7 separate regions of the Mus musculus genome follow, and regions 2, 3, 4, 5, 6 and 7 are each linked to region 1. A link is a contact called in public HiCAR-type, HiChIP or PLAC-seq, Micro-C and promoter capture Hi-C data. All regions are on one chromosome and are shown on one strand. The core of a region is the stretch at or near the end of the contact, and the rest is flanking DNA. Distances in the headings are between cores, read along the strand shown.

Region 1 (2,633 bases), core at 75-2,574:
AAAGAATTGCGTAAGACACTCCTTAAGAGATCTGATACTCCAAAGCCACCTCCTAAGGTAAGTGTTTCTAAATGACAACTGAAAATGGCATCAGATTTTTCTGGAATCTGAAATATGTCATTGGAACTGTCTCCAGAGAAAGGGAAGCCACACTAACTGTGGTAGAGTTGGAATCTTAAGACTGGGTGTATGAATTATTGAAACAATGGAGGTTGAAAAAGTTAATCACAATGCTCTTTTGAAAGATCACACAGCCAGTACAATTGTTTTGAGACAATATTTAGTGGCACAGGAAGCACAAAAGTGTAAGCACACCAGAAAACAATATGAAGTTATTTTTTGTCTAACGTTGCATATCTAGGTAGGAAATAGATAAAACTATCTTCAGGGTAGGGCTTTTCTTTCTGTTTTCCTGCACTTTTAAGTTTTCTTTTAAAAACGTGTCTCGCTTTTATAATTCTAAGAGCAAAACTTGTCCAAAAGCAACTCTAGCAGAACTCAGAATGTGGGGACCCACATTCCAGCACTAGCCTAGCCTTTGAAGACGGAGTATCAGGTGTGGCCTCGGAGGTCTGAGACCCAGGGGGATGAGAGAAGTAACAAGACCATCCCCCTGCCTGTAAGCCGAGGCTACTCAGGGTATCGCGCAGCTCAAGTAGCCTGAAAGCATCGAGCCAAACCTTCCCTGCCCAATCCGCGCCAGACACTTTGCCCCAGCAGGGGCCGGACACCTCAGCACCTCGAGGTCGCCAACAACCGACAACCATAGGGCCGAAGGTTTTCTTTTTCTGAGGGCCTCTACAGAAGACGACTTTGCAAGGCGCCAGGCCGGGGTAGCCGCCGAGGGGAACGGCGCCAGCCCGCGCGCCCGCCGAGGGTTCCGCAACTGAGCAGAGGGTTGTGGGCGGAGCCTCAAGCCGGAGCAGTGATTGGAGCAGCCCACACCTTGGCCAGAGAGGCTGAGAGCGCCAGCTAGCGACACTCCGCGGCGGGTACTCAGCGCTCTCTCCGTGATTGGCTAGGCGCGAGAGGACGGGCGCTGTCTCAGTGATTGGCAGGCTCTAGCCAGCCCTCGGAAATCGCCTTGACTTCGCCCATTGGCATCCTGTGAGAGTAGGCGGGATTGGTCCGTCGTGATTAGCTGGCGGATGAGAGTGAGGGCGTTGGGAGAGAGCGGGGAGGAGGAGGCGGGAGTATCTGACTTCCTCCTGGTTATTGGCTGGTAATGAGAGTGGGGGTAGTGCCAAGGCCCAGCGGCTGCATGCGATTGGCAGATGCTGGCATGAGTGACAGGCTGCAAGGCTTGCTGCGCGCCCAGCGGTTTGTTTTTCGGAGCGTTCCTGAGGTGGAGAACAGTGGCCGGTCGGAGCGTCTTCTGGACTTCAGGACTCGCAGGCGGCCCGGTCGAGTGGCGCCGCCGAGGCCGGGTTGGGCCGAGCCTGGGAGCGCCGGGGATGTAGCGGGCCAACCTGCTCATGCCACAGCGCCCGGCCGCGGCCGGAGCCGGAGCCTGGGGAGGCGGCGGGGGCCCCGAGCGCAGCCCACGGCCCCCGCGCGGAGCCAGGCCCGCTGCCGTCCCCGCCGCCCGCTCCCCCGGCATGCAGCCCCGGCTGCGGAGGTGACACTTCTGGGCTGTAGTCGCCACCGCCGCCTCCGCCATCGCCACCATGGGTGAGTACCGCCACCGCCCCGGCCTGTGCCCGCGCTGCTTCGCGACGCCCCGCCCCAGGCTGAGGGGAGGAGGACCCTGGGCCGCCGCCTGACAAGGCATGGACAGTTCGCCGGGCCCGGGGCTGAGGATCGCGGACCGCTCGCCTCTCCGCGGTGCCTCGATCGGGGCGCCGTTCTGGCTACCTCCGGGGGTGCCCTACCGGCCAAACCCACTCGGCAACTCTCTTTCCGGGCATGCGGCCGGCGTATCCCGGGGAGGGGTCTGCGGGACCGAGGCCCGTCGGGCGGCCCACTGCGGTCCCCAGCGAGCTGGCGCGCGAGCTTGAGGGTGGGGGAGCCGGAGCTCAGTGTGGGGCCGGGGCTGGAGCCTGGTGCAGGCCCAGCTGCTGTTGTGTCTTTTCCTTGATTTGCTTTTTTTTTTTTTTTTTTTTCCTGCCTGTGTCATTTCCTTCCCTTTGCTCACACAGGCTGGCCTGTGAGTTCCCGGGGCTTTGCTCTGGAGCTCTGTGCGCTCTCCTGCGCGGGGGAGGGGGACGCGGGGGGAGGGTATGCGGGGCATCCACTGCGACGCTATTCGACGCGGATCCCTGTTAGCAATAGCAGGCTTGAGAAATGCGAGCTGCGCTCCTCGCAGATTACTGGAAGTTAAGAATCCTTGAGCGCTGAGGGTTATAACTCAAACCCTACTTTTGGAAAAACCCGGCTTTTATATTTATCCTGCGCTACCCCTGCAACTATGTAACTTTTTGAAAGAGGCATTCGGTACATAAAAGGATCACTATGAAATCATTTCCTTTTTGTCAGTATTTGTAATTCTCCTGTGAAGATGTAATCTAAGAAAAGTTTTTTTAATGCCTTCTACAAAATATTTGAGCTGTTTTATATATATTTTGCATAATTTTGGTTCTTTATCAAAAAGTCTTGGACTTAGCTAAGGAATGTGTGACATTTTAAATATATTT
Region 2 (2,633 bases), core at 68-2,567, 960 kb before region 1:
ACCCAGAAGCCAGAGGCAGGCAGATCTCTGAAGTTGAAACCTTCCTGGTCTACAAAGAGAGTTATGAGATAGTCAGAGCTATATAGAGGAATTCTATATTTAAAAAGAAAATAATAATTAAAACACACACGGGGGGGGGGAAGAAGGGAGGGAGGAGAGGAGAGAGAAAGAGAAGCAGCCATATATTTCAAATGGCTCACTTATTAAAAATAATGTTGGAACTTCAAGTAAAAGGACAATGAGCTTTCTGCACACACAAAAATTATATAATGGGATTGTTGAATGTGAACACTAACAGCTTTTAAAGAGCATGATATTAAAAAAAAAAAATACATATAGCTGGATGTGATGGTGAATGCCTTTAATCCCGGTACTTGAGAGGCAGAGACAGGCACATCTCTGAGTTTGAGGCCAGTTTAATCTGCATAGAGAGCTGGAGGCCAGCCAGAATTACATAGTCCTTCAAAATGTATCAAAATAATAACAAAAACAACAACAATAATAACAACAACAACAATAACTCTGGCTGGTAAAATGGCACAGCAAGTAAGCTGCCTGCCACCAAGCCTAAAGAAATTATAGAGCCTGGAGAGCCCTATAATTAAGGGCACTGGCTACTCTTCTAGGAGACCCATATTTTGATCCCTGGTACCCATATGTTGGTTCACAAGCATCTGTAACTCCAGTTCGAGGAGATCTGGTGCCCTCTTCTGGCCTCCATGAGCATTGCATGCACGTGGTGCACAACCATGCGTACACATAAAGGGGAAATTTATTTAAATAGAAAATATAAGGCTAAAAATGTGCAATTATAAATTATATACCAGTGACCTACTATTAGTTTTAAAATATTTATACATATATGTATAGTATATAAGTGTACAATGTATACATTTAAATAAATTGAATACATATTACAAGCTCTATGCATGAACGAATTACAATTTTTATTGTGCCAATTAAGCCTGGCTTTTCAAGGAGGTGTGGTCGGTTATGTCATTTAACACGGAAGCTTCATGCTCTCAAAACCCACGCGCTGCCTCCCCGCGGACTGTGGTCTGGTGACCACGTCTCATCACAGTCGGCTAGTCAAAGCTTTTCCTGGGGGGAATCTTGGGACCTGCACGGAACCGTACTCGAGGGAATAGCCTCCTACTTCCTCCCCGTGCTGCACGCCCTTGTGCATCTCCAGGGAGAAATGACTCCTTTCGGACTCGCCTCCGCTGAGCTTCCCAATCACTTGGAACCCGCCCCGCCCCGCCCCGCCCCGCCCCGCCCCGCCCCGCCCCGCCCTCCATCTTCCCTCCCAGTGACGCTACTTCCGGAAGGGGCGTGGCCCACAGGAAGTCCTCGCCTTCGGGAAGAGAAGGCGTTTCCGTCTCCGGTGTCATGGCGGCCTCCTTCCCTGAAGGCGTGCCGGAGACCGAGGACGGGAAGAGACCGCAGTTCGGGCACCGGTTCCTGAGCGACCCGGCGCGCGTCTTCCATCACAATGCCTGGTAACTGCCCTGCATCTCGCCCGGCTCTTCGCCAGCCCGGAGCACTTGGAGAAAAGCCCTGCCCGCTGGCCCTCCTCCCGCGGCGGTAGCTGAAGCGTTCGCCTCCCGAGGACCGACGTTCCCGGGTCCGGGACCGGTGGGCCTGAAGCTGCCCGTTTGGTTTTCACAGGGACAACGTGAAGTGGTCCGAGGAGCAGGCCGCGGCGGCGGAGAGGAAAGTGCAGGAGAACAGCTCCCCGCTGGTGTGCCCGGAGAAGCAAGGTGCGCTCCGTTGTGCCCGCAGTGTGGGACGCGCCTCCTCCAGACGGCAAGAAAAATGGGGGCACCGGGATCGTTTTATCACTGACCTGATGGAGAACTCCGGCCCAGAACGGGTCGGGGAGGGGACGGGTTAGGAGGCAAAGGGGCTGTCTTCTAACAAAGTCTTGAAGCCATTGGGGTTGGACTTTGTTGTTGTTGTTGTTGAACTCTCTAGTTCTACGAGTGTCGCGTTGATGTGGCTGGCCTGTGGCAACCGTAAAGTCGTTCAGTCATCTTAGGGTAGCTTCTACAGTTTACCTTCTGCTGGGACGTTTCCATCAGAGCTAGATTGATGTGGTCGGATCCTAACGTACTGTGGGAGGAGAGGATTAGATCATAACATCTTTTCTTGAGGTGTTGGGTTTGGAGATGTGGGACTTCTACCAAAGAAAGATGCGTGCAGCAGAGTGGAGAGACGAGTCTGCTCAAAGCGAAAGAGGTCATTTCCGAAGACAAGAATAATTCCTTTATAAAATACTAGAACTGGTTGTCCCTGTTTCTAGGAGGCGTTTGAAAGTAAACCTGGAACTTTAAGGTAATAGGCATCAGGGGGTTGGAGAGATGGCTCATCGGTTATGATAATAAGCACTGATAGTTTCTCTATAGTACCGAGGTCACTGGCCAGGCACGTACCTCCTAAGATGTAGGGGTGTAATCTCTTGGGAGGCAGAGACAAGAGGTTGAGTGGGGTCAAGAGCATCCTTGCTACGTAGAGTTCCACTCCTGCCTGGGCTGCATGAGAGCTTGTCTCAAAAATAAGTATATGTATATATTCCAGTTGCAAAGTAGGCACCCTGCCTGCATTGTTAGGTAGATAAGACTAGATAAAGCTTC
Region 3 (2,633 bases), core at 68-2,567, 900 kb before region 1:
CTTGCTCTTCCCCTCTTCCCTTCAAAACGTTCATCTTTCCAAGCAGCCTGGGATCTGGAAGATGACTCCCAATTTGAGTTTTTCTACTTGAGTTCTGAAGGATGGAGAATGTACAAAAAGGAATTATCATCCTTTGCCCATTTGGCAGGTCTCTGTCCAGTCAATATGTGGAAAAATTAATAATAACAGAATTCTACTTTGGAGTACTTGCCAACGCCTGGAAAAGTTCAAGCCGGCTGTGTAAAAGCTTGAATGTTTCTCTTGTGATTCCCTTGTAGTCCTTCAGACACGTTCAGACATCTGGTCAAGGAAGCATCAGAAGAAAACAAAAAGCTGAGTCGTTACTTTGAAGTCCGTGTCTTGGCTCGTGAAACTAGGTGAAGAAAGTGACTTTTTCCCCCTTTGGCGCTGGGGTCAGAGGTGGAACCCTTTCCCATGCAGGAAAGCCCTCCTGTCGCAGGCGCTCACCCTCTCAGCAGACACTCTGAAGAGCAGGCCCCCAGCACCCCAGGAGGGCCATCTTGTCACCGGAGGTTAAGATGGAACCTCCCCCTAGGTGCTTTGAGAGAGTTCCCCGGGGGGCGGGTAGCGACCTCCGCTCTGGAGGGGGGCATGCTGGTGAGGGCTCGGCTGTGATCCCAGGACACCTTTGTCCCTGGAGACGCCAGGCCAGTCAGGTACGTGGAAGGCGAGAGCCGCCGGCCGGCTTTCCGTGCCTGTGGCGTGGCGTGGCGTGGCGTGGGGTCTGGGGACGTGGACCATGGCTGCGGGGGATGGCCGGCTGGCGGACATCGGGTGGGCACCGCGAACTCAGTGACACCCCTTGCCCCGCTCCCGGGCTCTCTCCTCGGATCCATCGCTGGGCAGAGCAACCTCTTTCCTCACCCCAAAAAATGTGTGTAGATGAGAGGCAGGGCGAGCGCGGCAGTCCCGCCGGGTCGCCGCTCCGACGCTGCTCCGCGGCCTGAGGCGCAGCCCAACCGTCGGCCTCCGACTCTGTCTCCACAAAGGCGGGCTCCCGAGGCTCCGGCCCCGGCCGCTTACCCGGCGCCCCCGAGCCGACCAACCACCCCTCACGTCGCAGGCGGGGCCGCAAGCGCCGCCAGCCGCCCGCCCTCAGCAGCCCTGTCAGGCGCGGCCTGTTCCGCCGGTGCGGGGTCCCCTGGTTAACCCCTGCCCGCCAGCGCGGCCGCTGATTGGAGGAGGCGGAGCTCCGGGGGCAGCAGCGACCCTCCCCCCAACACCTTTCCCGTCCCCTCCCCCACGGCCGGCACTACCTCCCCCCCACCCCAGGAACACCCCCCCCCCGTGCCTCCCAGCCGTGCAAATCTCGCGAGGAAACACGCGGTTTCACTAGTGTGTTTACACCGATCACTACTAATCCGGACCGAACCGATCCGGATTAAGGGGCCGGAGGCGGGTCCTGGGCACTAGCGGTTCCGACCCCCCCCCCATCCCGCCCTCCGCGCCGCACCCGAGTGGCCCCCAGCCGAGCGGGCCCCCACTTCTCGGCCCGACCCAGACCCTTCTGCGCCTCCCTTGGCCTTTGTCCGGCGCCAGGAGGCCGGCCCCGCGCCCCCCGGCGGCCGCCCGGGCCCGGGCCCGCGTCAGCCGCCTGGCTCCGTACGCGAGCTCGGGGATCTGCGGCCTCCGTGGCCCCCCTCCCCCGCCCGCCCTGTCGTGGAGCCCGGCGCCGCCGGCGGCTGCCCGGGCGGGGGGTTGCGGCGCTCAGGAGAGGCCCCGGCTCCGCCCCGGGCCTGCCCAGGGGGAGAGCGGAGCGGTCAGCAGCCGGGTCGGGTCGGGGCCCCTCCCGAGAGGAGAGTGGAGCGGCAGCGGCGGCAGGTGAGAAGCTCAGCCCCTGGACGTGGAAGGGCGCCGGGGCCTGGGGTATTAACCGTCCCGGGGGCCCCACTCCAGGGCCCGAGGAGGCTGCGACCCGGGCCGGCGTCGTGCCGCAGCTCCTGGGCGCCGAGGCGGGAGGTGCTCCCCGAGGGCTGCGGGGTCGCCGAGGGGCCGGGCCGAAGATGGACCAGGCCCAGGCCTGGGAGTGTGGCGGTCGGCCTGCCGGGAGAGGCGACTCCGGGGAGCTGGAGGCCTCGGCAGCCTACGGGGCGCCCCCGAGAGCTGTCCCTCGCTCCGTCCGTGACAGGTGGGCCCGGAGTTGGGGAAAGTTTGGAGCCGGCGAGGGGCGCCGGGACCAGGCCCCATCGGTCCTGCTTCCCGGCTTGGGGCCATTGGGAGGATCCCGGTCCAAAGCCCCTCTGGAAAGAGATGGGGTGGGTATTTTCTGATCATGAGTTGACATTAAATGGGGTAACTGCTAGGGCCTCATTTTCTGGGCCAGGCCTGGGGATGGAGGGTTGGGAAATGTTTCCAGAGACCTTGGGATTGGGGAGAGACTGCATTGTAACCTCTGCCTTTCCGACCTCGATTATTAGGGCAGGACAAGTAGTGAGCAAGGCCACCTACCTACTTAGGGAAAACTCGGTTTTCTTCTCAGTCTTTTTTTTTTTTTTTTAAGATGCCTTTCTACCATTCTAACAGTTTCCTAATTCCTTACTTGTGTGTGTGAGTGAAACTTGAATTCGTCACCTTTTCATTCCCCTTTGCTCCAGGCATTCAGTCCAGGAAGG
Region 4 (2,633 bases), core at 97-2,596, 840 kb after region 1:
GTAATATGTTAACAACTCCCTGCAGCTGGGAACATTAAACAGTCTTTCCCAAATCCCTCTGAGCATTCCTTTCCATTTAGAAAGAGGGTGAGAAGTGTGGAGAGGACTAGTGAAAGTTAGCTTAAAAGTTCGTATGCGTCCAGACTGAGAAACACATTGCAAAGCAAGGGATTCTAAACCAGGTCTGGAGTTAAGACATGAGCAACTAGTTCTGCGGCCTACAAGGAACAACCCCAAACATGCTACCCTACAATCAAACAACTTCCAAAACACAGAGTGTACAATGAGCCGGGAGTCGTGGGATCAGGCAGACACGCCGGAAAAGCCAACCACAGTCTCGGTCCCTCCCTCCCAGAGACGTGCGTTTAAGGTGTGTGGCACTGGCCACAGAGGTTGGCAGCACTGGAGAGTAAAGGTTTCACTGCCGGGCATAGGTAGGTGTCCAAGTTAACAACCCGGGAACACAAGCACTCTCCCGTTAAGCACTCACTCCATGTTTAAGGAGTGTTTACCGCGCGCAGTCAGCAACTGGATTCAGTAATCCCTTTCCCGACCCCACCTGGGCAGGAGCCCAGGGGCTGCTCCTGTGACCCCAGGAAACGAGACTTCAGGACCTCAAATCCGCCCTCCACGGGAGACCCACGGGCCACACACTGGGCGTTCTGAAGAATTTCCCAACCCCAGCTAAGTGGTTCTCCAATGACTCCCTAAACTAGGCCTTCCCACGCCCGGATTCCCGTCCAACGCCACCACCGACCGCGACCCCGGCCCTCTGCTTGCCCACAGGCGCCACAGCCGCCCGCCCAGCTCACCTGTCAGGCGCAGCTTGACGGGCCCGTTCCTCCGGCCTCCGGGGTTAGACATGTCCCCAGCGGCGGGGGAGGTGGCGGCGGCGGCGGCGGCGGCGCTCGCGGCCGGCGGGCCGGCGGGCGGGCGGGCGGACTGGGCTGGGCTGGGCCGACGGCGAGGCGCAGAGGAGTCACCACAGCGGCCGGGGCCGGGGTCCGAACAGCCCGCGCCGCGGCCGCCAGGGCCGGAGGGTCCCGGATGTGCCGAGCGCCGTCGCCATGAGCCGCGGAGGGAGCGGGACGCAGAGCTCCCCCCTCCTCCCACTTCTGCTTCCTCGGCCCGGGCCACACAACAAAGCGGCAGCCGCGGCCGGCCGCGCCGCCTCCGCCCCGCGCCCCCGCCGCCTCTTGTCCTCGCGGTCCGCCTCGGTCTCCCCTTCTCGGTGCCGCGAGGCCTGGGAGCGGACGGTGCGAAGTCTGCTGAGGCGGGCGGGTGCTCGGCCGCTTCCTCCTCCGCCCGCCCTCTTGTCTGAGAGAACCCGGTCCTGGGGCCGCAGCCGCTGCCGCCGCCGCCGCCGCCGCCACTCGTCGGCTCCTGGGGGCGGGGAGGAGACGGGGGCGGGGCCGGCGGGCGGGGCGGGGTTGCGGTGGGCGGGGCCGGCGAGGGGGCGGGCTTGTGGGCGAGGTCTCCTGCGCCTGGGGCGCCAGAGGAAGGCCTGGCTCCGCGCGAGCTGCGGGCAGCGCGTGCGCCACGGCCCAGACTGGGCCCCGAACTACACCGCCCGGCGGCGCCGGCTCGATGGCACCAGAGGGGCCTACTGACCAGCTAGCTCACTGAAAGATCGCCTGTGTCCCTACAGGGCAGAATGCCCGAGTAATACTCCCACTGCGCGCTCTGAGAGGCTGGCGAGAGTAAAGTTAGACCCAAGTCCGAAGAATTAATTCGCCAAGATGCTATTCCCACATCGAACGCTCCAGCAAATTCCCAGGAGTGCTTAGCTCTGAGTATTGTAATTGCCACCTCCACAGGCTCACCTGGTGCTCCATATCCGGTTACCTACCTGCTCGATTCTTCCCCCAACCCTGCCCAGGACAAGCATAGGGAGATAATACAAATGCGGCCAAAGACTGTGAACAAGATAGGTGGATATAGTGTGGAAAGCTCACGCAGTACTGTATTTTGCTGTCCCAGGAGGAAAAAAGAAAATGAATAGGACTGTAACTCTGACGCGGTGACTTACAACTAATAAGAACTTATTCTGGACAAATAAATAATGCAGGTTGTTTTGGGATTTTGTTTTGCAAGGTTGGGGTGAGAGTGCAGCCTAATAGTGAATTGTATTACATCAACTGCAACACATTTTTATGCAGCCATCTAAATGGCAATTGTGGTAGCCATGTAACATGTCAGACTTTATATGTAATGCAGGGTTTAAATGGAGAATACAAGTTTTATGTGCACGCAAGAGTAATAATGCAAACTAAGGATAAGAGTGTGGATTTGTGCCGGGCAGTGGTGGCGCATGCCTTGGGAGGCAGAGGCAGGTGGATTTCTGAGTTCGAGGCCAGCCTGGTCTACAAAGTGAGTTCCAGGACAGCCAGCGCTACACGGAGAAACCCTGTCTCAAAAAACCAAAAAAAAAAAAAAAAAAGAGTGTGGATTTATATCCATGTTAGCTTTGCTTTAAAGCTGTTATAACATTAATGCCGTTTAAACTGTTCATTGAAGCCTAATACATTTTAATCCTAAAACATTGCAAATGGTGACTTAAAATCTACCAGTTAAGACACTTCATTCTCCAGGTGAAATCCAAGAGCGTTTCATCGGTCTAAAAACACTCCTAC
Region 5 (2,633 bases), core at 73-2,572, 820 kb before region 1:
TAGCTGTACAGATGGTTGTAAGCCATCGTGTGGTTGCTGGGAATTGAACTCAGGACCTCTGCTCTCTCTGTCTCTGCTCACTCCAGCTCAGAGATTGATTGATTGATTGATTTATTATATGTGAGTGCACTGCTGCTGTCTTCAGACAGACCAGAAGAGGGCATTAGATCCCATTACAGATGTTTGTGAGCCACCATGTGGATGCTGGGATTTGAATTCAGGACCTCTGAAAGAGCAGTCAGTGCTCTTAACCCCTGAGCCATCTCTCCAGCCTGGGTGTTTGCATTTTGAAAGTGCTTTGGATGAATTATTGACAGTTTTCTTTAATCTTCCTTACTGTCCCAGCAAAGAGAATATACTCCATGTCTTACCAATGATAAAACTGTTACTTACAGAACTTGAGACTATTAGAAGCTGAGTTTAAACACAGCCATCCACTTCGGAGCCTGTGCTTCTGACTCCTGTTGTTTCTAGAGACAGTAAACTAGGTCCTAGAAACTATTGTTTGTCTGTAGAAACTCAGTGATAATTCCCTTAGTCAACTGGGAAGGAGACAGTGGGTCTGGAAGAATGGAGTCTTAGTGTGCCTTCCTGTGGCCCGTCCACTTTCATATTTCAAATTTCTGTGATTGTAGTGCTCTGCTTCCTGTGGTTGCCTGTCTTGAGAATGCCAGTAAAATGGCATCCCTTTTCTTTTCTGTCCTTGGGATTGCGGGGCTAAAGGGTGGTTTCTTTGGAATGAATAGTTATTACATATGCAGCCGTGGATTTCTTTGTTCCACTAATGCCAGGTTTTGTCATATTCCCTCCTGAGCTTCTAAATACTGACGTTCATGGCTCATTTGTTTTGGAATCTCCAGACTTAATTTGCTAATACGTTCCCCACTGAGCAATTTTGTCTCCTTGTGATAGATAGGAATATTGAGTGAGGCAGGTTCTGTCCCTGAAAGGAGAAGACGAGCCCCTTTTGATAATAACAAATGCTTTGAGTTACAGAAATAGCCTTGGCCTTGGTGTTTTGCTTTTTGTTTAGATGTTTGTTTTTGTTTTTTTCTCATAAGACTTTGAAGGAGAAAAAATTAGTAGGTATTGAAGAAGCCTTTTAGTTAACTTCCTAAGTCTTAAGAGGAAGGTTAGATATTTCCTCAACAGTCTTGCTTTAAACCTACTGTGCTCCAGGGAACTGGAAGTCTTTCTGTTCCACACTAACAGAACTCAGCATGAGAGAAGTAGGCTTTAGACAGAGGTAGGACAAGGGATGATAAATGCCTTGTGTAAAACTCCCTGTGTGCACATGCTCACATGACAAGCAGCTGCAGTCCAGATGTTTCTGAGAAGCCAGATACATTATTAAAAGTCCATTCCAGTCACCTGACGTCAGGAATATATGGCATGCAGCAGTGAATGCCAAAAACACTTTTGAGAAGGAAACCACATATTCTGACCAATTATAAATGAAAATTGTGTTGTATTGAGACTTACAAGAATAGTTAATGGTATTGATCTAGGATATGCATCTCTCTACAAATACCTGTCATTAGCTACTGTAAAACAGTGTTTCTAGGGACCAGGTCAACCTTGAAAACACTTTCTCTGCTGGGACCTGTACATATTTTGCAAAGTCATAGACTCAGATCTAGCTTCTTGTTGACCTTAAGAGAACTGTGACACTGCATACCAGAGGAACTGCAGGAAGTTAGGCCCTGGTTCCTTCTCGATACTCTTGGCAAGCAGGTTGAGCCTCCGTGATTATAGATTGAGGTGTTCTGTTTTAGTTTTAGTTTTACATTCTTTGAGACAGCGTCTCATGGTGTAGACTAAGCTGGCCTTAAACTTACAGCAATTCTTCTGCCTCTGTCTCCTCTTAATGGTAGGATTTTAGATATGTGCTACCATGCCCAGCCAAGTGGTTGTCTTTCTCTCATTTCTACTGGAATTAGATCAAGTGAAGTGGCTGGAGAGATGGGTCAGTGGTTCAGAGCACTGTCTATTTCAGAGATCCTGAGTTCAGTTCCCTGCACCATATTCGTCTGTTACTCAATTTCCAGAGCACCTGACACTTTGTTCTAGCCTCCTCAGATACACATGCACACAGGCACACACAGACACACACACACACACAGCACTACCTTGATATCTCCCCCCCCCCACATACATACACATAGACTTTTGTTCATACATATAAATGAAAATAAATCAGGAAGAAAGGGAATGACTGATAGACACTGCCTCCTTTGTCTAAACTTTGGTCTTCTAACTAGAATTGTGTGTCTATTATACCTTCTCACTGTTTCCTCTTGGGGGAAGGGGAGGATCGTGGCACCTGAGATTGTCAGCCATTTCTCAGTTGACATATTGGGAAAGGGGTGTTCTTATGACCTCCAGTCTTGCCTGGGAAGAAATCTTTAACACTTCCACATTTGATTTTAACTAAGTGATAGGAAATCCTGCTATGAGCTTTATGCTATAAATAATGATAAGTTGAAGTTGGGGCTGGAAAGATGGCCCATTAGTTAAGACACTGGTTGTTCTTGCAAAGGACCTGAGTGTATTTTCTAGCCCCCACATGGTGCTTAAACCATTTGTCACTCCAGTTCACTAAGTAAATCTGTTTTTAAAAGTGGGTGAGTTGG
Region 6 (2,633 bases), core at 77-2,576, 770 kb before region 1:
GGGCCGAATGATCTCCAGCCTCCCCCCCTCCCCCCCGTTTTGTTTGTGTTTGCCTTTTAGAGGTGTTCGTTTGTGTGTTTGTTTGTTTGTTTGTTTTAATAAAATTGTGTGTGTGTGTGTGTGTGTGTGTGTGTGTGTACACGTGTGCCCGCGAGTGTATGCAGGTACCCTAGGAGATCAGAAGAGAGTATCTATCAGATCCTGTGGCTCTGGAGTTACAGGCTGCCTTACATGGTCACTGGCAAGTGAATTCTGATCCTATGGAAGAGCAATGAGTGCTCTTAACCACTGATCCAGCCTTTGTGTATGTTTTAGAACAGGGTCTTACTCTGTGGCCCCAGCTGGCCTCTTAAGTACCAGTCATCTTGCCTCAAGCCTGCTGAGTGCTGAGACTGCAGACATCTGCCACGACGCCTGGCTAAGATCCAGTCGTCCCAACAAGCCAGGGAGAGAGCCAGGGTGGTGAAGGTTTGTGTTCCCAGAAAACCCCAGGGTTCAAGCCCCACCAAGACCCTTTTCCTGGGCCAGGACTTCAGATCCACCGGAAAGCGCACAGATCTAGGCTTCCCACAGTCTCCAGCAAGGTCTCTTGCATTTAACAGGGAGACGAGAATCTCACGCCTACACTCATTCCCGTCAGGCATCGGATAACACACTTGTCAGCCCACATGTTAAACCAGAAGGAAGGACATGTCTGGAAAAGAAGGAGAGAGGAATCCATCCCGTGGCGACTGCACAGCAAAGGGCAGAGCAGCCTGTGCTGCGGGCAAAGGGTTAGGCAAAAGCACTTGAAGCAATGGGTGGCCCACAGTTTGGACAGGCAGGAACTGATAGCTGCTGAGCAGGAGGAAGGAGAGGAGAGAGGGAAACCCACCTCAGGTTTTTGGTAGGGTGAAGTGGGGTAGGACTGTGTGTCTCGAGGGGAGGGATGGCTCCACCCCCTTGCCCAGAGTCCCTGTGTCTACAACTATATGGGCACAGTCTAGCAGAGGGAATGTAGGGTGAACTGCTGGGTCTCCAGGGCTGACCCCTTAGCAAAGTGGAGCTGGCAGCTTCTGCTGACTCAAGGACATTTCCAGGCTTGACCTTAAGGCCAATTAAAAACAGCTGCTTCTCTTGGCTGGCAGCCCCTGAGCCAGGCTCTGGCTCTCCCTGGAATGACAGCCTCACCTCTCCCTCTATGTGACCTGGGGAGGGGACTAATAAGAGGGATGCTGAAGGACTGAAGGCCACACTGCAATCTTTAGGTCAGATCTCCCCCCCCCCCCACCCCCTAGAGTCACCAGCTCTCCAAGAGCTAAGCCAGATGGTGGCCGGGGCCCCAGTTTCAGATTCCAGTGTCTGGCCTTTGGGCCTGCGGTTCCCCAGCCTGGAACACCCTCCTGTCCTCGCCTCTGCTCCAGCGAGCCTTCAGGATTTCGTAGCACATGCCTTTCGTTCAACAGCGATTTCCTGAGTCTGCTGCTGCATGTCAGGCACCGGGCTCAAATTAGCTCCTCAACCGCTTCCTTCAGCAGCAATGTCTTCAGCTTGTCCTAGAGAGCAGCCGGTTAGCTAAGGGCTCCCACCTCTGGCCCGGTCTGCTCTGGAGGAGTCTGGTAAGCTTCAGGGGCAGCGAGGAGGTTTCTGTGGAGAAATAAAACCCGCCTTGCCACATTGCTTTAAAACCCACTCTCTGTCTGTGCATGGGAATAAGTTTCCATGGTGATAGCCCGGACATCTGAGACATGGAAAGGGTGGACCACCGCTTTGGCAGTACCAGAGAGATTCCTGCTATACTCTGGTGACCTGGAAAGCCTCTTTCCATCCAACACCTTCCTTCCAACCATGCAGCCTGAATTTGGGCTGACTGGTTTGCACGTGTTGATGTGTGGCTTGTAACTCTTGCAGGGATTGCTTCAGGATGTTCATCTCTTCGGCTTCTCTGTAAACAGCTCAAGGGCAGAGGCCCTGTCATCTCATCCACATTTAATCCCCCTGCAGTACCTAGGAAAGGACAGGGTTGTCATCAGCATGGGGTGAGAGGGCTGGCAGATGGGGGGAGCAGCCAGAAGGGTGGTCAGGAGAATGCAAGGCAGGGTCCAGCCTCCTCCAAACGGATCGCCATGGCACTGCAGACCCAAGGAACAGGCCTAGCAAAGGCAAAGGGATCGTGGGGCCTCAGCATCCTGAGGAGGAAAGTGCTGAAGTGGGCTCTGGTCCCATAGATCCCTGCAGTTACCAGAAAAACAGGAGCATAAAGCAGTCAGGCTCAACACAGATTGCGGCTGTGGCTCAGTGACAGAGCACTTGCTCAGTGTAAACCCCTGGGTTTAAGTCCCTAACACAGCAAAAAGAAAAAAAAAAGGGGGGGAGTGGACATGATTCTGGGTGATTTTCAGCATGAAGGGCAGAGTCTGGGAGAGTCACGGAGGCTACGGGTGGAGACTGGATGCCCAGAGTTCCCGGAAGGCGTTTCTCCTTCCAGTAGTCAGCTATTTCCTCTTAGGTTACTCCTGAAGGATACTGTTGGCAACCTCCATCTAGAAATCTCTCCAGAAAGAAAACTTTCTTTATTCCAGGAGCACGCACTGACTGATTGGCCTGGTCTAAGTTGTGTTGAGTGGCCAGGGGCTTGGAGTACTGTCAGCGGT
Region 7 (2,633 bases), core at 53-2,552, 750 kb before region 1:
GGGAGGTGTGGGAGGGGAGCGATTCCAGCCGTGGGAGCTGCCTGTTGGAACTGCTTGTCACTAAGGTATAGAGTTTAGGGGGAAGCAGACACCAGCCCAGCAGCACCTGGAGGCCTGTTAGCAAAGCAGACTGGGAGGACCCGCCCCAGATTAACTGAATCAGAACCTGCATTTAACATGACACCCCCCTCCCTCGGGTGATTCATAAGCAGGGCGTTTGACGTGAGTGCAGAAAGGCAGGTTGCAGCCGGTCTCTGAAGTCTGAGTGGGACTGGGTAGCCCATGGGAACTTTCTGGCTTTTAAGCCTAAGAGTGTCTTGCTCAAAGGTATGATTGAGAGAGGTAAGTCTGAGGGCCTCCTGAGAGAGATGGAGTGTGGGGTGATAGACAGGACCTGCTTTGGGGACTGCCCCTTCCTGACATGTGGCCTTGGCTCTCTGGGATGTAGAATCCTTATTTTCACATTGAGAATGGATGCATTTCCTCTTGCAAAGTTAGTGTAAAGCTGGAGCCCTGGTTTGGCTTGGCCCAAGGAGTGTCTCTAAGGCTGGCATTTCCCAGGCAGTGTAAACAACAGGGGCTACTGTGCTCCGGCTTCTGTAGCTGTGGGGTTGCTAAAGTAGAGATGTTCACAGAGAAAATATGGCGTGCCTGTGGAGACCTCCACAGAGAGGAAGACAGAGGGGACCCTGCAAGGACTCTTTCCCCTGTCACTTGTCTGGGGAAGCTCTCCTCCAGCCGCAAGGACCTAAACACAAGTCTGTGGCTTGGATTTGCCTCCTTGCCCTCATTCGGCACCCCAGATGTTTGCAGAAGACCCATTCTAAGTGAATGGCCAGTCTCACTGTGAAGGACATGTCATTTCCAAAGCAGGGGACACATTTCCACAGGACCCTTTCTTCCCTCAGGATCCTGGGACTTGAATAGCTACTAAGCTCTGTCCTGGGCTGCAGCACAGTCATAACGCATTGGCTAATGAAGGGTGACTGCTATCTCTTACACTGTGGAGCTCCCCTGTCCCCTTTCTCAGCCCACCTTGAGGAGTCTCTAGTCAGAGGCATGTCTGGAACACCCCTCAGTTGACCGGGATGGAGCTGGTCTCAGAATGCTAATCTGGGGCAGTGCATAGCATAGGCTCACATCCTCACTCCTTCCTAGTCAGAAATCCTGCCCGAGCCTGATTTTGTGGGTGGCTTGATGAAATTGTGTTTTCTTCTGCCAAGACCCAAGTGAGGACTTGTTCGCTTCAGTTGCCCTCAAACTCCAGTCCCTAGCAGATTAAAACCCCAAGGCACCTCTGTGGGTGCAGGGGAGGGACTTCAGAAGCAAGAAGAGGTGTGGAGAGGGAAGGAGCTAGTGGGCGGCTCTAGAAAGGGGATGTGTCCAGATTTTATGGGCCCTGCAATGTTCCTGGCTGCTCTCCCCACCTCTGGTCAGACTGGGCCTCACTATCAGCCAAGACTCCTTTCCCTTGTTTCTTTTATCCAAGACTGCAGAGGTCAACACAGAGGGGGTGCCCTGTGGACCTGTTTGATGGAGGCTTTAAATGAATAAATGAATGAATAAAGCATAGTGTCCTTGCGCTAAGTTTGATTGTCGTAGCAGAAAACCCTATTTACTGTAGATACTGACTTAAGAGGCTGGTGCGTCCCACCACTTGCTCATCTCTCCCTGAGAGACTCAGTCAGAGATGGTCTGGCTATATCTGCTATTCCTGGGTTTTAAATATCCTAAGGCTATTGTCATGAAGAAGGCAGATGTGACAGATGAGACAGGTTAGGGATGGCGGGCGTGACACACATTAGATTCTGTCTGAGCACTTACACGTGCCTCTCCACAGACCGGTGGACCAATGTCAAGGTGGAATGTGACCCCAGCTGGCAGCCCTTCCAGGGCCACTGCTACCGCCTGCAGGCCGAGAAGCGCAGCTGGCAGGAGTCCAAGAGGGCGTGTCTGCGGGGTGGGGGTGACCTCCTTAGCATCCACAGCATGGCTGAGCTGGAGTTCATCACCAAACAGATCAAGCAAGGTGAGGGGCTGCTTGTCCTTAGTACTGGGTGGAGGCGAGGGTCTGTATGCCTGATCCCTTCCTACTTAGGAAGCACAAAGAATTTTCTTTCCTTCATTGCCGGCCTGGGGCTGACCTCAAGGTCTTCTCCCTTTCCTTTCTCTCCTGCCCTCCTGTACTCCAGAGGTGGAGGAGCTATGGATTGGCCTCAATGATTTGAAACTGCAGATGAATTTTGAGTGGTCCGACGGGAGCCTCGTGAGCTTCACCCACTGGCACCCCTTTGAGCCCAACAACTTTCGTGACAGCCTGGAGGACTGTGTCACCATCTGGGGGCCGGTGAGACTTTCCTTTCTCATAATAGCACCAAAGCACCCCCTCCACCCACATGCTCCCAGTGCCTCGTCCCCCCCCCCCCCACTGAAAAATAACTGTCTATTATCAGCCCTGGTGTACCCCAGGCCCCTCCTTTCCACAGGATCGCCTGGCAGGGTTAGAGCCCCACCTTCACCCCCACAGCTAAGTCACCTGCAGGACTGGGAGAGCTAATTTTCCAGAAGCCTTAGGCAAGCATGGCGGGCCCATTTTTGGTCTCTTGCCAGCTGTCCCCTCCTACCAGCAGATG

What was found. Promoter capture Hi-C pulls out the DNA fragments that hold promoters and counts their contacts. Hi-C and Micro-C count contacts between places; a contact is called where the count stands out from the background. HiCAR-type assays count read pairs that join an accessible place to other places. HiChIP or PLAC-seq counts read pairs in DNA pulled down with a chosen protein or histone mark.
Region 2: a promoter capture Hi-C map of liver shows a contact between it and region 1, with 3 times the contacts expected there. The contact joins the promoter of Mettl2 here to the promoter of Map3k3 in region 1. A contact is called at or near these places in 1 of 39 promoter capture datasets (liver) and 1 of 484 Hi-C or Micro-C datasets (embryonic stem cells).
Region 3: an H3K4me3 HiChIP or PLAC-seq map of embryonic stem cells shows a contact between it and region 1, with 8 read pairs. The contact joins the promoter of Tlk2 here to the promoter of Map3k3 in region 1. A contact is called at or near these places in 6 of 39 promoter capture datasets (3T3-L1-derived adipocytes, the HPC-7 cell line, embryonic stem cells and 3 more), 4 of 484 Hi-C or Micro-C datasets (CD4 T cells and embryonic stem cells), 10 of 115 datasets of contacts at active chromatin or transcription factors (astrocytes, bone marrow-derived dendritic cells, embryonic forebrain and 3 more) and 2 of 9 other capture datasets (adipose tissue and embryonic stem cells).
Region 4: a contact with region 1 is called in a Micro-C map of embryonic stem cells, with 6 times the contacts expected there. The contact joins the promoter of Smurf2 here to the promoter of Map3k3 in region 1. A contact is called at or near these places in 1 of 484 Hi-C or Micro-C datasets (embryonic stem cells) and 1 of 115 datasets of contacts at active chromatin or transcription factors (effector CD8 T cells).
Region 5: a contact with region 1 is called in a HiCAR-type map of astrocytes, with 4 times the contacts expected there. The contact joins the enhancer-like site here to the promoter of Map3k3 in region 1. A contact is called at or near these places in 5 of 39 promoter capture datasets (the 3T3-L1 cell line, the C10 cell line, cranial neural crest and 2 more) and 5 of 115 datasets of contacts at active chromatin or transcription factors (astrocytes, embryonic forebrain, embryonic limb bud and 2 more).
Region 6: a contact with region 1 is called in an H3K4me3 HiChIP or PLAC-seq map of neural tube, with 5 times the contacts expected there. The contact joins the enhancer-like site here to the promoter of Map3k3 in region 1. A contact is called at or near these places in 11 of 115 datasets of contacts at active chromatin or transcription factors (bone marrow-derived macrophages, embryonic basal ganglia, embryonic forebrain and 7 more) and 1 of 9 other capture datasets (embryonic stem cells).
Region 7: a contact with region 1 is called in an H3K27ac HiChIP or PLAC-seq map of extraembryonic endoderm stem cells, with 8 times the contacts expected there. The contact joins the enhancer-like site here to the promoter of Map3k3 in region 1. A contact is called at or near these places in 1 of 39 promoter capture datasets (hippocampal neurons), 7 of 484 Hi-C or Micro-C datasets (the AtT-20 cell line, the N1E-115 cell line, cerebral cortex and 2 more), 12 of 115 datasets of contacts at active chromatin or transcription factors (the NIH/3T3 cell line, astrocytes, embryonic forebrain and 7 more) and 1 of 9 other capture datasets (embryonic stem cells).

What each region holds. Positions count from the first base shown.
Region 1 is chr11:106,083,263-106,085,895 of GRCm38.p6, forward strand. Map3k3 (mitogen-activated protein kinase kinase kinase 3) reads left to right here and starts at 1,325. Exons shown (of 16, transcript NM_011947.4): 1 at 1,325-1,671. The coding sequence starts at 1,668.
Region 2 is chr11:105,125,108-105,127,740 of GRCm38.p6, forward strand. Mettl2 (methyltransferase like 2) reads left to right here and starts at 1,318. Exons shown (of 9, transcript NM_172567.3): 1 at 1,318-1,499; 2 at 1,669-1,760. The coding sequence starts at 1,390.
Region 3 is chr11:105,180,210-105,182,842 of GRCm38.p6, forward strand. Tlk2 (tousled-like kinase 2 (Arabidopsis)) reads left to right here and starts at 1,318. Exons shown (of 22, transcript NM_001112705.2): 1 at 1,318-1,842. It overlaps 1700052K11Rik (RIKEN cDNA 1700052K11 gene), which reads right to left and starts at 1,224. Exons shown (of 1, transcript NR_027956.1): 1 at 1-1,224.
Region 4 is chr11:106,919,369-106,922,001 of GRCm38.p6, forward strand. Smurf2 (SMAD specific E3 ubiquitin protein ligase 2) reads right to left here and starts at 1,347. Exons shown (of 19, transcript NM_025481.3): 1 at 813-1,347. The coding sequence starts at 864.
Region 5 is chr11:105,260,494-105,263,126 of GRCm38.p6, forward strand. The region is part of intron 16 of Tlk2 (tousled-like kinase 2 (Arabidopsis)); the gene reads left to right. Among named protein-coding and RNA genes, the nearest start is that of Mrc2, 31 kb to the right of the region's middle. Within about 2 kb of position 1,323, at least 26 of the 459 cell types and tissues checked have an H3K27ac peak or open chromatin away from gene starts, as enhancers often do.
Region 6 is chr11:105,312,090-105,314,722 of GRCm38.p6, forward strand. All of the region lies in intron 1 of Mrc2 (mannose receptor, C type 2), which reads left to right. Among named protein-coding and RNA genes, the nearest start is that of Mrc2, 21 kb to the left of the region's middle. Within about 2 kb of position 1,327, at least 97 of the 459 cell types and tissues checked have an H3K27ac peak or open chromatin away from gene starts, as enhancers often do. A contact at or near this core is called in embryonic limb bud and neural tube, where this site is marked.
Region 7 is chr11:105,330,044-105,332,676 of GRCm38.p6, forward strand. It overlaps Mrc2 (mannose receptor, C type 2), which reads left to right. Exons shown (of 30, transcript NM_008626.3): 7 at 1,841-2,029; 8 at 2,193-2,347. Among named protein-coding and RNA genes, the nearest start is that of Mrc2, 39 kb to the left of the region's middle. Within about 2 kb of position 1,303, at least 17 of the 459 cell types and tissues checked have an H3K27ac peak or open chromatin away from gene starts, as enhancers often do. A contact at or near this core is called in the N1E-115 cell line and cerebral cortex, where this site is marked.